Linked DNA regions of Sus scrofa: all the other regions are linked to region 2. Evidence: chromatin contacts called from public Hi-C and HiChIP or PLAC-seq data. All regions are on one chromosome and are shown on one strand. The core of a region is the stretch at or near the end of the contact, and the rest is flanking DNA. Distances in the headings are between cores, read along the strand shown.

The links. Hi-C and Micro-C count contacts between places; a contact is called where the count stands out from the background. HiChIP or PLAC-seq counts read pairs in DNA pulled down with a chosen protein or histone mark.
Region 1: a Hi-C map of skeletal muscle shows a contact between it and region 2, with 8 times the contacts expected there. The contact joins the promoter of ZSCAN2 here to the enhancer-like site in region 2. A contact is called at or near these places in 2 of 5 promoter capture datasets (fetal liver and liver), 22 of 47 Hi-C or Micro-C datasets (alveolar macrophages, blood, embryonic fibroblasts and 12 more) and 1 of 2 datasets of contacts at active chromatin or transcription factors (alveolar macrophages).
Region 3: an H3K27ac HiChIP or PLAC-seq map of alveolar macrophages shows a contact between it and region 2. The contact joins two enhancer-like sites. A contact is called at or near these places in 2 of 2 datasets of contacts at active chromatin or transcription factors (alveolar macrophages and skeletal muscle).
Region 4: a contact with region 2 is called in a Hi-C map of skeletal muscle, with 8 times the contacts expected there. The contact joins the promoter of WDR73 here to the enhancer-like site in region 2. A contact is called at or near these places in 1 of 5 promoter capture datasets (liver), 19 of 47 Hi-C or Micro-C datasets (alveolar macrophages, brain, embryonic fibroblasts and 10 more) and 2 of 2 datasets of contacts at active chromatin or transcription factors (alveolar macrophages and skeletal muscle).

Annotation. Positions count from the first base shown.
Region 1 is chr7:52,956,578-52,960,185 of Sscrofa11.1, forward strand. It overlaps ZSCAN2 (zinc finger and SCAN domain-containing protein 2), which reads right to left and starts at 1,430. Exons shown (of 9, transcript XR_002345788.1): 1 at 1,276-1,430.
Region 2 is chr7:52,617,819-52,621,111 of Sscrofa11.1, forward strand. SLC28A1 (solute carrier family 28 member 1) reads right to left here. Exons shown (of 18, transcript NM_214112.1): 11 at 2,952-3,077. Among named protein-coding and RNA genes, the nearest start is that of SLC28A1, 33 kb to the right of the region's middle. Within about 2 kb of position 1,478, at least 30 of the 83 cell types and tissues checked have an H3K27ac peak or open chromatin away from gene starts, as enhancers often do. A contact at or near this core is called in alveolar macrophages, retroperitoneal adipose tissue, skeletal muscle and 1 more, where this site is marked.
Region 3 is chr7:52,912,363-52,915,742 of Sscrofa11.1, forward strand. It overlaps ZSCAN2 (zinc finger and SCAN domain-containing protein 2), which reads right to left. Exons shown (of 9, transcript XR_002345788.1): 8 at 2,581-2,794; 9 at 1-869. Among named protein-coding and RNA genes, the nearest start is that of WDR73, 27 kb to the left of the region's middle. Within about 2 kb of position 1,594, at least 2 of the 83 cell types and tissues checked have an H3K27ac peak or open chromatin away from gene starts, as enhancers often do. A contact at or near this core is called in alveolar macrophages, where this site is marked.
Region 4 is chr7:52,886,022-52,889,170 of Sscrofa11.1, forward strand. WDR73 (WD repeat-containing protein 73) reads left to right here and starts at 1,447. Exons shown (of 8, transcript XM_021098905.1): 1 at 1,447-1,555; 2 at 2,322-2,389; 3 at 2,875-2,963. The coding sequence starts at 1,515. It overlaps NMB (neuromedin B), which reads left to right. Exons shown (of 3, transcript NM_001123145.1): 3 at 355-590. The coding sequence ends at 390.

The sequences.
Region 1 (3,608 bases), core at 180-2,679, 340 kb after region 2:
ATACAGTAAAATGTATTAAAAACTATGCTGGAGTTCCCGTCGTGGCGCAGTGGTTAACGAATCCGACTAGGAACAATGAGGTTGTGGGTTCGATCCCTGCCCTTGCTCAGTGGGTTAACGATCCGGCGTTGCCAGTGAGCTGTGGTGTAGGTTGCAGACGCGGCTCGGATCCAGCGTTGCTGTGGCTCTGGCATAGGCCGGTGGCTACAGCTCCGATTCAACCCCTAGCCTGGGAACCTCCATATGCCACGGGAGCGGCCCAAGAAATAGCAACAACGACAAAAAGACAAAAAAAAAAAAAAAAAAAAAAAAAAAAAACTATGCTGATGTAATAATGACTACTTTTAGGGCTTTGGGAGGGTAACTGAGAGGGGTGTTTCAAAGAAGCTAGAAATGTTCCAGATCTTGATTTGACAATGGTTGCATAAGCGTGTACATATTAAAGATCTGTGCACTCTGCTGTATGTATTTTAAAATATTTTTAAAATTATGCTCCACAAGAATTATTAATCATTAATGATTTAAGATAATCCTCATAATATAAAATAAATGGATTAAAAACAAACCTGGCAAGGCAGAAAAACCAGACACAGTATGACCCCAATTCCTTTTAGAAAAGAACATATATACACAAGGAAAAAAATATGTATAGAAATTCTACAAAACGTTGACAGCAGTGAAACTACAAATTCTTTAAAATAAAGACTAAAAGGCAAAAGTTATTTTTAAAAATCATCACATCATAAATATTCAGATAACGCTCCTCCTCCCCCAAGAAAAGAAAATAGGGAAGGAAAAAGTTTTTTAAAAGAAAAAGAAAAGCTAGTGGAAACACCGAAGATCTCAATGTGCATTTACCAACTGGCGAGAAGAAACACAGGTATAACACCACTCTTTAATCTGGGAGCCCGGGAAACCGTTTTTAATCAGTTTAATTCGCTGCTTGACCCGGAGCAAGACACGCCCCCTCTGAAGCTCAGTTTCCCCATCCGTAAAATGAGGGGCTGCGCGGGATCGCGTCCAATGTGCCTTCCAAACCCTGCGACCAAGGCTGGACGTTCAAAGAGCTCACTGATAGGGAGAAGAGTCCACATCTCGTCGGTCTCTCAGCGGACCCCGCGCCTAAACCGGGACAGCTGGGCGCGCGGGACGCGGACAGCGCCCCCAACGCCCCTCCCCCAGCAGGGCTGCCCGCACTGGCTCCAGGCCCGTTATTCCCTCGCCTCGGGCTACTTCCTCGGCCGCGTGGCTCCAGCCCTGTCTCTCCGGGCTCACCTCTCCAGAGACCAGATCCTGCTCCTGCAGTCCCTCCGCGCGCAAAAGCGCCCCCGGGCACTGCCCGGCCCCTCCGGAGTTGCGGCGGCTCAAGCCCGAGGGGCACCGAGAACAATGGACGGGAGAGGCCTGCCCCCCACCGCGCTCATTGGCCACCGAGAACGGCCCCTGGAAACTCTCCTTTTCTACTGGCGGATCCGGGCCCAGCCGGGTGGCGGGAGGGAGACTGGGCCGAAGGCATTGTGGGAGATGTAGTCCACCTGGCAGACGCCCGACCCCGCCAAGGAACGGAGTTTGGGCTTGATAGCCTGCGCTGTGCGGGAGGGCCAGTGGCGGGACAAGCGGTTGACTGCAAGTCAGGCAACCTAGTGTGGACCAGAGCTGTGACCCGGGACAGGTCATTTCACTTCTTTAAGTCTTCCAGTTGTCTGCAAAAAAGGAAAGTTGGATGGAAGAGAACTGTGAACTGTGAACTGTGTGGCAAGTAGTATTGTAAGGCCCCTCGACGGCCGAAAGCAGTGCTTGAGCTGGAAAGGAATCTTCACCAGAGAAACCCCTTCTTGTGAGGCCGGCGCCCCTCCCCCAACTTGCAGATCTACTCTCGCACCTGGCTGTTGCACACCCCTTTGTTCCTGCGTCTGGAGGAAAGCCCTGTCTCGCCTCTTCTGCCGCGCACCTCCGATTCTTTCTTCATCTCCTTTTGTGTGGAACCTGCTTAGGCAGAGACACCGCCCGTGGCACACCTGCTCCATGTCTCCATTTTAGTACCTATCCCAGTGTTACTTATTGTTAATCTCAGCACTGGGAGGTGAGAATGGGAGATTAGCCTCTATTGTGATGTTCCCACGGTTGGCGCTCTTGAAGAATGGCTGCTCCATCACCATATGACAACAGGTGAGTAACTAACTGCCTGGAAACCCAAGGGGAAAATATAAGAATGAAGAGAAAGACAGTAATGGTTTGTGATAGAACAATCTGGTGTTTTTGTACAGAACAATTTTTGGGGGCACCCACAATCAAGTGACTGCATTTAATTTTCATTTAAATTTCACGTTCATGAAAATTTAATGTTCATTTCATGAGTGTTTGAGAAATGTTTCATGATTATTAGTGGGTTTTTTTTTTTTTTTTTTTTGTCTTTTTTCTATTTCTTTGGGCCGCTCCCTCGGCATATGGAGGTTCCCAGGCTAGGGGTTGAATCGGAGCTGTAGCCACCGGCCTACGCCAGAGCCACAGCAACGCAGGATCCGAGCCGCGTCTGCAACCTACACCACAGCTCACGGCAACGCCAGATCGTTAACCCACTGAGCAAGGGCAGGGACCGAACCCACAACCTCATTGTTCCTAGTCGGATTCGTTAACCACTGCGCCAGGACGGGAACTCCTATCTTCCAATTTTTTTAATGGAATATACTCATAAACGCTCTTAGTATATTAAGAAAATGGTTTTTTGTCACAAAAGTTGCTATTATTTTTCTCAGTTTACTGTTCCCTTTTTGCTGTTTTTTTACATGTCTATGCTCTCCAAATTGTCAGTCTTGTCTTTTCATAGCTTCTGAATTTTTTGTCACTCTTAGAAAGTTTTTTGCACTACTCCGAAGATTATTTGAATTTCACGAATTTTTCACTAACTAACCTCTTGAACTAATTTAAGTATAAAGATGCAAAGCGAGGTTCAGCAGTTGAGTGCTGCATACTTGGTAGGATAGCATCTTAATTAGCCCAAAGTGACTACATGCAAACAGCACCACCTCCAGGCTGGCCTGAGAAGTCTGCACTGAGATCCTGGATGCAGAATTCCCAGCCACGATCTCTCCAATGACTAGCATTCCTAGACAACAAGATCTCCAAAATGATTGAGGATGATAATTCTTGGACACGATCCTGTATTAACAAAAATTTGTTTTTCCACTTTTCCATTCGCACTGGGAATGGAATTTACACAAAAGGGAAAATATTTGTTTGGTTGGGGTGGGAGGTTAGGGGGTCGGATATAGCCGAAAGCTCCCAGCAGCCTAAGAGTTCCTTTTCCTCTGCTCCTATCCCAAGCCAACCCATGACCACAAGAAACTGGCACTATGTTGTCACAGGAGAATCCTGGAACTGGCCATGTCTGTCCTCTGCCTTATTCTCTGAGAAGTCGGCCCTGGCCAATGTCAGCTTCCCCCTTATTGAGATAGAGAGCAAATCACATTTAAAACAAATTCCTTGTTGCCATTGTGGTTCAGAGGGTTAAGGACCTGACATTGTCTCTGTGAGATTTCAGGTTCGACCCCCAGCCTTGCTCAGTGGGTTAAGGATCCAGCATTGCCATAAACTGTGGCATAGGTCAC
Region 2 (3,293 bases), core at 228-2,727:
TTTGAGTGGGCCAGTTGTGGCCACAGCCTCAAATGCCCGAGGTGGTCATTTCTGCTCATCTTGGAAAGGGCTGAGTCCTGCAGGGCAGGGCTGTCTGGGGCACTGGGTCAGCGATTCCTCAAGCCAGCGACTCCTCAAGCATCCAGGACCCACTCCCGCCCAAGACCTTCCTCTCTCTACCCAAAGGGTTCCCATGTAAAGAGACAGAGAGGGTCTGAGCCCCTCATTTGAATGTTCAAAAATATCTTTACCAAGAAAGCTAGAAACCCAGACAATTACATAGCATAAAACGAGCCAGTTTTAAAAGGATGGATTTCTAACCCTGACCACTTCTTGAACATTATGCCAAGTGTTTTCTGTCTATTATTGCATTTAATTCTTAAAACTGCTGTGAGGTGGGCAGTAAGAAGTGAAAACTAAGCATGTGATGGACTCTCACTTGGCCCTGCTTGGGACTTCACAGAACTGGTCTCAGAGGCTCCACTCTTGAACAATTGATTGAGGGGCACAACCCAGCCTGTGTTCACAGCTCAAAGCACATATCTCACACTGGTCCTGAACCAAAGGGGTAAGGAAGGAGACCCAGTATCTGGGGCCAGCACAGACAAAGCTAGTGCCTGCTTTAAAGCTTTTGGGAAACATGCTGAAAAAGGACATGTCACAATGTCCCTTTTCAGGTCGCAGTGAAAGGATTCAGTCAAGTGACCCTTGGGATCTCAGACCAAGGAGAAGATCTAGACCAGTGTTATCTAAATATAATGGGAAGCACACTTGTGATTGATTTAAAATTGTCTAGGGGTTCCAGCTGTGATGAATGAGATTGGCAGCATCTCTGGAGCCCTGGAATGCAGGTTCGATCCCCAGCCCAGCACAATGGGTTAAGGATCCAGCATTGCCACAGCTGTGACCTAGGCCACAACTGTGGCTTGGATCTGATCCCTAGCCCAGGAACTCCGTATGCCACAGGGTGGCCAAAAAAGAAAAAAAAAAATTGTCTAGAAGCCAATTTAAAAAGTAAAAAGAAACAGATGAAGTTAATGTCAATCATGTATTTTATTTAACCCAATATATCTAAAATATTATCTTTCTACCCATGTAATCAACATAAAACCTATTAATAAGATATATTAATCATTTTTTCATACTAAATCTCAGAGCGGATTTCATTTCAGACTGGCTACACTTCAAGTGCTTAATAGCCATGTGTGGTTATTGGCTACTGTGTCTGAAAGCGCAGGTCTAGAGCTAGCCAGATTTTAGCAGTAGGAGGGGTGCAGGGCAGAGGGAGTCAGAAGTTGGGCAACAAAGAAAAAGGAGGAGAAAATAAGGGGGATCTCTCGGGAATTCAGGGGCTAAGGGCAAAGCCAAAGATATAGTGAGGAACTGCCTGGAGGAGGGAGTCAAAGGAGAGTGGAGAGGCTACAGAGACAGGGCTCTGGGGAAAAGCCCAGGGTGCTGCAGTGGCATCCAGGAGCCAGGCGGAGGCAGAAGAGAGCTTCCCTGTTAACAGACTGGGGACAGATCCAGAGATGGGACGGGAGGAGGGAAAAGTCAGCTATGGGCCTTTCACCGGGCCAGCTACGGTGGCTGGAGACCCGCTGCCACAGGGCTGATCCTTGCGGGCTCTGTGCTTTCTGTAAAGCTAGAGGGAAATGGGTACACAGGCCTCTTCTGCGAGGAGGCCCCACTGCCTGGGGCTAGGGGCTGGACTCTGGCCTGAGAAAGGGAAGGAAAGGAGGCTGAGCTACAAGGCAGAATGTGGGAAAGGGAGAGAGTTCTAGAATTGCATTCCTTTTTTTTTTTTTTTTTTTTTCTTGCTTTTTAGGGCCATGCCCCCAACATATGTAAGTTCCCAGGCTAGGGGTTCAAATCAGACCTGGAGCTGCCGGCCTACGCCACAGCTACAGCAATGCGGATCCAAGCCTTTTCTTGTCTGTGACCTACACCATAGCTCACAGCAACACCGGATCCCCGACCCACTGAGTGAGGCCAGGGATGGAACCCACATCCTCATGGATACTAGTCGGGATCGTTACCACAACAGGAACTCTAGGAATTAGTGTTTCTAACAAGTTCCCAGGTAAAGCTGGCGCTGCTGGCCTGAGCACACACACCCTTTGAGAACTGCTCTTGTCATCTAGTTCTCCATGGGAAGTGGGAGTGAAGAAGATTTTTTTAAAAACTTTATTCACTTCTGCAAGAAGCAAGAACTTCTTTGATAGTTAATAGAGAAAAAAATAGGATCTTTAAAGACGTGCATGTGAAAGCACAAACAAGTACGGTGCTTTACACAAATGCAAAGCGTTATTAGCAGGCACTTTGTAGGGGTCATGTCGAAGATTCCTTCCTCTTTGCCAGGCAGCAGTGATGTGATTGGTTAAGCCCATTCATACCACTGGAATTTGACCTGGAAATGAATGGTGCTCCAAAAGCTGCACAAGGAGTAATATGGGAGCAGAGGAAGGACGTGTGCTCAGAGGGGGCACAAGAGGCAAGGAGGTGAGGGTGCAGAAAGAGTAGGACAGATCCCCGGGGCAGCGAAGGTGTGGGTCTGTGTTAGTTTTGGAGTCGGACAGATCTGGGCTCAAATCCTGGCGTTGGCATCTCACTTAACTCTGAGTCTCAATTTCCTCATCTGTGAAATGAAGATACGAAAGCACCTAGTGCTTTGTCTGGTACGTAGTAGGTGCTCAGTAAGCAGAACACTGGAAACCTTTGCTCCTACTGGCTGTGTGAGAAGCCCGGATGGTCCAGCCCGCCCAACCCGCCTTACTCAGGTGAAGCCTCTCCTCTCACCGTCACAGCGGCCCTGGTTCAGGACACTGCCCATGAGAAAAAAACCTCAGGTTGCTCTGTCCAGGAGCTCTGTGGGGATCCCTCAAGGGCAGGGGGTAGGGGGGTGGGGGGGTAGTTCAGGTCTTTCCAGCAAGCAGAAAGAGGGCTCTACATACCCCAAAGGAGATGTAGGCGCCTAGCAGGCTGCCGGCAATGGTGGCGTAGCCTCCGGTCATGACAACGTGGATTTCAGAGAGTGTCATGTCTGCCAAGTAGGGCCGGATCAGCAGAGGAGCCTCGGTCTGCAAATGGGAAAGACGTCAGACAAGCAGAGCTCACCAGGCTGGCACAGGCACTTGGAGTGTCCCCTGGCTCCCCAAAGTGGGCAGGCAGGTCACAGTGAGTCCTAAGGACCCCAGAGAAAGAGACACAGTGGAGGTGGGTAGTGAGGAGCGGGGTCTGCACTTGGCTGAGCTCTGTGACCATCAGTATTGGCCCAGCTCTATGGAAGGATCCCC
Region 3 (3,380 bases), core at 344-2,843, 290 kb after region 2:
AAAGACACGCGTGTTCTCCGACGTGCACTAAAACGTGAGCAGTTGTTGAGTTGCCTCCCGCATGCCGCACAGTCCCAGGGTTTCTCCCCACGTGGCTTCTCTGGTGAAGAATAAGACCTGAGCTCTGACCAAGGCCTTTCCCACACTCCCCGCACCTGCAGGGGCTCTCCCTTGGGGATTTGCCCCTGGGTACGAGGTGTGAGCAGTCACTGAAACTTGCCCACGCTCCAGACATCCACAGGGTTTCTCTCGTGATGGCCGGGGAGGGTGGAACTCTTATTTTTTTTTCCTGATGACTTTTATTTTTTCCATTATAGCTGGTTTACAGTGCTCTGAGGGTGGAACTCTTACTGAACCTTTTCCCACAGTCAGGGCACCGGCGGGGTGTTTGCCAGTGTGCGTTCACCAGTGTGCCCCGAAGTGCGAGCTGCTGGTGAAACGCTCTCCACACTCACCACACTTAGGGGGTTTCTCTCCCGTGTGGATTCTCTGATGCGTAATAAGGCTGGAGCTCTGGCTGAAGCTTCTCCAGCGCTCCCCACACTTACAGCGCGTCTCCCCAGTATGGAGGTGGGCTAATCTGAGGACAGCTAAGTGGGAACTCAGGCTGAAACGTTTCCCACAGGCACAGCAGATACTGGGTTTTTCGCCAACATGGGTTCCCTGAGGACAGGAGAGAGGGACTCTTGTCCATTGTCTAAGGCCATTTCCCATTGCGTCTCTGCCCCATATTCACTTCCCCCATCTTTCCTCCAGCAAAGGTATTGGGAAAGGTCCATTTTGGATCTTCCTAACAACACTCCGGGTAGCTCTGCTTCCTCCGAAATGTCCTGGCTTGAATTCTCCTCATTCTGTCCTTGCTTCAAGATCTGAAAGAATGAAATGAAACTGCAAATGTACATTTTTTTTTTTTGTCTTTTTAGGGCCACACCCAAGGCATATGGAAGTTCCAGGCTAGGGGTTGAATTGGAGCTGTAGCTGCTACCCTATACCACAGTTGCAGCAACGCCAGATCCAAGCCACATCTGCAACCTACACTATAGCTTGAGACCATGCCGGATCCTTAACCCACTGAGCGAGGCCAGGGATCAAATCTGCATCCTCAAGGATACTAGTCGTATTTGTAATCTGCTGAGCCCTAACAGGAACTTCCCCATTTTCTGGTTTCAGAAGGACACAGTGTGAAAGAGATCCTTACTGGACACTTAAAAACAGGTTATTGATGATGACAGACAGAACACAGTCAATTTTCCATTAACCAGGAACAAATAAGCTGGGATATGACTGAGCCATGGTTCAGGCCAGCAGACTCCCAGCCTCACTCACTCCACCAGCTTCTAAGTAGGAAGGTCAGGTGGAGAAAACCCATCGACAGGATCCAGGCCCCACTCCTCCCTCTTCAATCAGAGCAGCTCTGCCTCTGCGCTTGGCTCCCGTCTCCTCCCATCACCTATGCACTGGCAGTTGGTACTAAAAGCCACGTTTCTCTTCCTGATAGTGCTCTCTGGGCAGAGGGACGTGCCTTAGGATAATCTGCAGGGCTTTCTCCAACCCCTTCCTTATGAGTGGGAGGAACGCCTCTCTGATTAACACAGAGCTGGCCCACACGGCTCAGGAGATCAGCAGTATAGGCTCTGTCCCTGCAGGACAAGGCTGTGGTTGTCCAGTGCTGCTGGGGACTCAGCTCTGGAGGCTGGTATTAGGAAGCTTACTGTAGCCACACAGCCAGACATGTCCTCCAACAGCGCCAGCAATGAGAAAGCTGCCATTTCCATCTCAGCATCTGACTGTCTCCCTCCACCGGTCTAGAACCTGAGCGGGAGAACAATGCTATTTATCAGATCCCCTGAAATTCCAACAAAATGACTGAGCCCTGCCTTGGAGGGAAGCTCATCTTAACCATGAGAAAATTCATGCTTCCAATAATTTAAGGTTGACTGCAGGTCTAACTTGGGGTCATCCATGCTCCCTTTTTCTACTAACCTGTTCAGTGATGGCTAATGATAACTACAATTCAGATAGAACTTTAAGAAGGGGGAGTTCTCGTCACGGCTCAGTGGGTAATGAACCCGACCAGGATCCATGAGGACATGGGTTCAATTCCTGGCCTTGCTCAGTGGGTTAAGGATCAGGCACTGTCGTGAGCTGTGGTGTAGGTTGGAGACACAGCTTGGATCCCGTGTTGCTGTGGCTGTGGCTGTGGTGTAGGCCAGCAACTACAGCTCTGATTCGACCCCTAGTCTGGGAACCTCCCTGTGCCACAGGTGCGGCCCTAAAAAGCAAAAATAAAAATAAAAAAAGAGAGAAAAAAAAGAAATTTAAGAAGGGAATCGTAAACACTAGTACTCTCTATATCTATATGATCCAAGGTAACAAAGGGACCAGGCCTGCCTGAGTGTGACCTGCTTCTCTTCTTCTCTCAGCTCCTGTGGTTTTGGCACCACAGAACAATAGCCCAGGAAGGCCAAGTGCCTGGGTTCCCACCAAGCCTTGCTCAGTGCTCATCCACGTTCAGAATTCCAGGGCTGACTTCTCTATTGGGGGCATATTGGCTTTCACTTGCTTCCACTCATTTCCCACCTGCACAGGAAGTCTTCCAAATCTCCTCGGGATCCTGGAGACTGTCATTCCAGAGTTCTTTGCTTCTCCCCAGACTCGAAAGCCCATCTGGCAGGGGAACTGGGAGTCCTGCTCAAGGACGAGCGAGGAGAGACATGGGGTCCTTAGGTAATGCGCCTTCTGTCCTCATATCTGCACGTGGCAGGTGGGATGAGAAAGGAAGGTCCCAGAAGGTCTAGTTTTCAGAAGAAAAAGCTTAGTTATTAACTCCAAAAATTTGCCCCTTTAGAGAACAGGGCAATGTGCTTCTGTATTTTAACAATAACTGCAAACACTGTAACAGCCCAGGGAGCTAGACATGGTCACTGTGTGCATTTTGCAGAGGAGAAAGTGGAAGCTCAGGGTGTGTAACCAAAGTACCAGGAACAGACAAATCTTCAAAGCCACAGACTGTTGGATATGATACACACAAGAGTTCACATCTACAGGGACTTTTTTTTTTTTTTTTTTTTGCCACAGCATGCAGCAGCTTGATACGGGATCTCAGTTCCTAGACCAGGGATTGAACCCCAGGCCATAGTGGTGAAAGCGCCAAATCCTAACCACTAGGAGCTCCCATTGTGGCTCGGCAGAAAGGAATCTGACTAGCATGCATGAGAACGCAGGTTCCATCCCTGGCCTTGCTCTGTAGATTAAGGATCCTGCGTTGCCATGAGCTATGGTGTAGGTCACAGATGTGGCTTGGATCCTGTGTTGCTGTGGCTGTGGGGTAGGCTGGCAGCTACAGCTCTAATTTGATCCCTAGCCTGGGAACCTCCATT
Region 4 (3,149 bases), core at 197-2,696, 270 kb after region 2:
GGGGTCTAATCGGAGCTGTAGCCACCGGCCTACGCCAGAGCCACAGCAGCAACTCGGGATCCAAGGTGCATCTTCGACCTACACCACAGCTCATGGCAACGCTGGATCCTTAACTCACTGAGCGAGGCCAGGGATAGAACCCGAGACCTCATGGTTCCTAGTCGGATTCGTTCACCACTGTGCCACAATGGGAACTCTGAAGTTGAGGTTCTTATACTCAGAAAACCACTTCCCTGACCCTTCCAAGAGCCTACCTCCGCCTACCTCCGTGGATGCCTAGATTTAGGAATGGCAGGATGCCCCTAACATTTTCCCCCTCTGCCCAGGTCAATTACTCTGTATGTTCCCCTTCAGTACAGGAGGCTGCTGGTGCAAACGCTGGAGAAGTGATGCCACGAATCAGGAAGACTCCACAACATGGCTTAGGCTGTGCACCCCAGAGAAGGCTCTGAATGGGACCCTGGTGGTCCCATCTGGATGTAAATCATGGGCTTAAATATCTGTAACTCCATTACTGTGATTTCTGGTTGAGTTGCCAGGAATATCACCAATGCAGATGCAAATGACGTCCCTGCTGTATGTCTTGCTTCCCTGTTGAAGTTGTGAATAAAATCCTGCTCTTTACATAGACTGTCTAGTCCTCTCCTTCTAGCCATGTTTGAGGGATCAGTAGGGGAGGGGGACTGGAGGACCCGGTGTTCCGTGGGATGGGGCTGACCCCAAAGAGCCCAGAACACCAAATGACACTAGCCTAACACTGACTCTGGACTCCTCCTCATTCACTCATTCAGCAGATACTCAAGGCCCGCTATAAGCTAGGACCTGTGCCAGGAGCTTTTCTGTTCTTGCGTCTGCCACCTACTGGCAGAGGTTAAGAGGCTTCTGTTTCCCTCCTGTGAAAGGAAGTTGCCTACACTACAGGATAGGGCTTTGCTTACCCCTTCTGATTTCACTCTCATGCTACGCTTTGACGGGAGTGCCCAGCGCACACTCAGGAGATCTGAGTTGGGATCCAGACTCCAATGTCCCCTTACTCTCTTCTCTGGCATTGTGGGGTTGCCAGTTAGTGATAAAAATACAGGACATCCAGTTATCGTCGAACTTCGTATATAATATCCTAAATATTGCAGGAGAATACTTAAAATATTATTCATTGTTTACCTAAAATTCGCATTTAACTGGGCGTCCTGTATTTTATCTGGCTTTTTCCAACGATCTGCACAACCCGGTCATAAAACGGGCGGGTATATGGTCCCTCAGACCCCGCCTGGAACTGACATCTTGGAAATCCCTGGCTTTATGTCACTTTTCTGGGAGATTTTACACGGAGAATCGCGGACCTAGCCTGGCAAGCGCACCCCCGCAAGCGCGCAGCAGCGCTAAGACATGTCTAGGGTCCCCTGGCATGAGACCCGCCCCCGATCAGAGCAAGCCGCGCCCACTTCTCGCGAGATGGCTGCCCCTGCCCAGGAAGGTTCAGAAGCGGAAGTGCGGTACCGGAAGCAACAGTTGCCATGGATCCCGCGGAGGACTGGCTGGTGGAATCTTTACGCTTGTAAGTCGTGTGGGCCTGGGGACGTGGAATCCGTGCCTGAAGCTGGCCTAGGGGCGGATGGGCGCGGGGTGGGGCGCGAAGAGAATCTTGGTGTGGGGCGGGACGGATGCGCATGGGCCTGGGCTCCCCCATCTGGGAAATGGCACCTTCTGGTGTGTGCAAATTTTGTGAAGTACTCGTAGGAGCAGTGCTTGTGAAGGATAATAACATAAGTGATTGTTTATTTTGCTCCAGACTCTGCGTTCAATCTTAAAAATTATCTCATTGGAGTTACCGTTGTGGCGCGGCGGAAACGAACCCGACTAGTATCCATGAGGATGCGGGTTCAATCCCAGGCCCGGCTCAGTGGGTTAAGGATCTGGCGTTGCCTTGACCTGTGGTGCAGGTCGAAGACAGGGCTCGGATTCCGCGTTGCTGTGGCTGTGGTGAAGGCCAGCAGCTGTAGCTCCGATTGGACCCCTAGCCTGGGAACTTCCATATGCAGCCTTTAAAAAAAGGAAAAAAAATTATCTCATTGATTCCTCATATCAACCCTGGGAAGCCTGGGTACTTTGGGAGTTGCATTTTACAGATGAGGACAAAGCCAGGGAAATTTGACTGGTCTGTTCCCATTCACACAGAGGGTAAAAAGTGTAACAAGACTCCATCCAGTTCTGCCTGATTCCAGAGCCAGGTCCCCAACCACCAAACCATGCTGCCATCTCGGAGTTCTTTAACAGTTGTAAAAGTGCCATGCATCGCGTGACCTTGTGTCCCTATCATGCAGGTACCAGGATTTCCATGAATTCGACCTCTCGGGAGCCACTCGAGTCCTTGAATGGATTGGTGACAAAGGTGATATGTCCTGCATGACCCTGAAAGAAAGAATCCCATTCCTCAAGTCTGAACTCAGGGGCTCAGCCCAGAAGGATCCAATCACTCTTCTGGGAGCTTGAGAGCCTCTCGGTCACTTGTAGCAATTTCATGCCCCATCAGCATTTAATATTCCTCCTTTCGTTGTTGTTGTTATGGTATCGCTTTACTTTTTTAATTAAAAAAGGCAATATAAGATTATTTTTTAAATTCTCTGCAAACTGCCCACAATCCCACTGCAAATGTTCTTACAGAACATTTTCCTCTTCCCTCCTTCAGATATATTTTGTTAATATTCCTCTTATTAATATAAGATCTAGATCTCGTCCATCCCCCAATACAAGGCTTCATACCAATAGCAAAGGAGTTTATGTTTTCTTTGGAGAATTTGGCAAAGAGTCTAGACCCAGTCATGGACCAGAATATTTCCAACAGTTTGTCACAGCTACTTCTGCTTCTTTTTCCAGGAATCTTGGTTGCTGGCTATGAAAGCCTGAAAAAAAATGAGATTCTTCATCTGATATTACCTCTCAGACTTTCTGTAAAAGAAAACCAGGTAACTTGAAATATATATGGGCCATACCCATGGCATATGGAAGTTCCCAGGCTAGGTGTCGAATGGGAGCTGTAGCTACCGGACCACATCATAGCCACAGCAACACAAGATCCTTAACTCACTGAGCAAGGCTCAGGATCGAACCCACAACCTCATGGTTCCTAGTCGGATTAATTTCCATTGCAC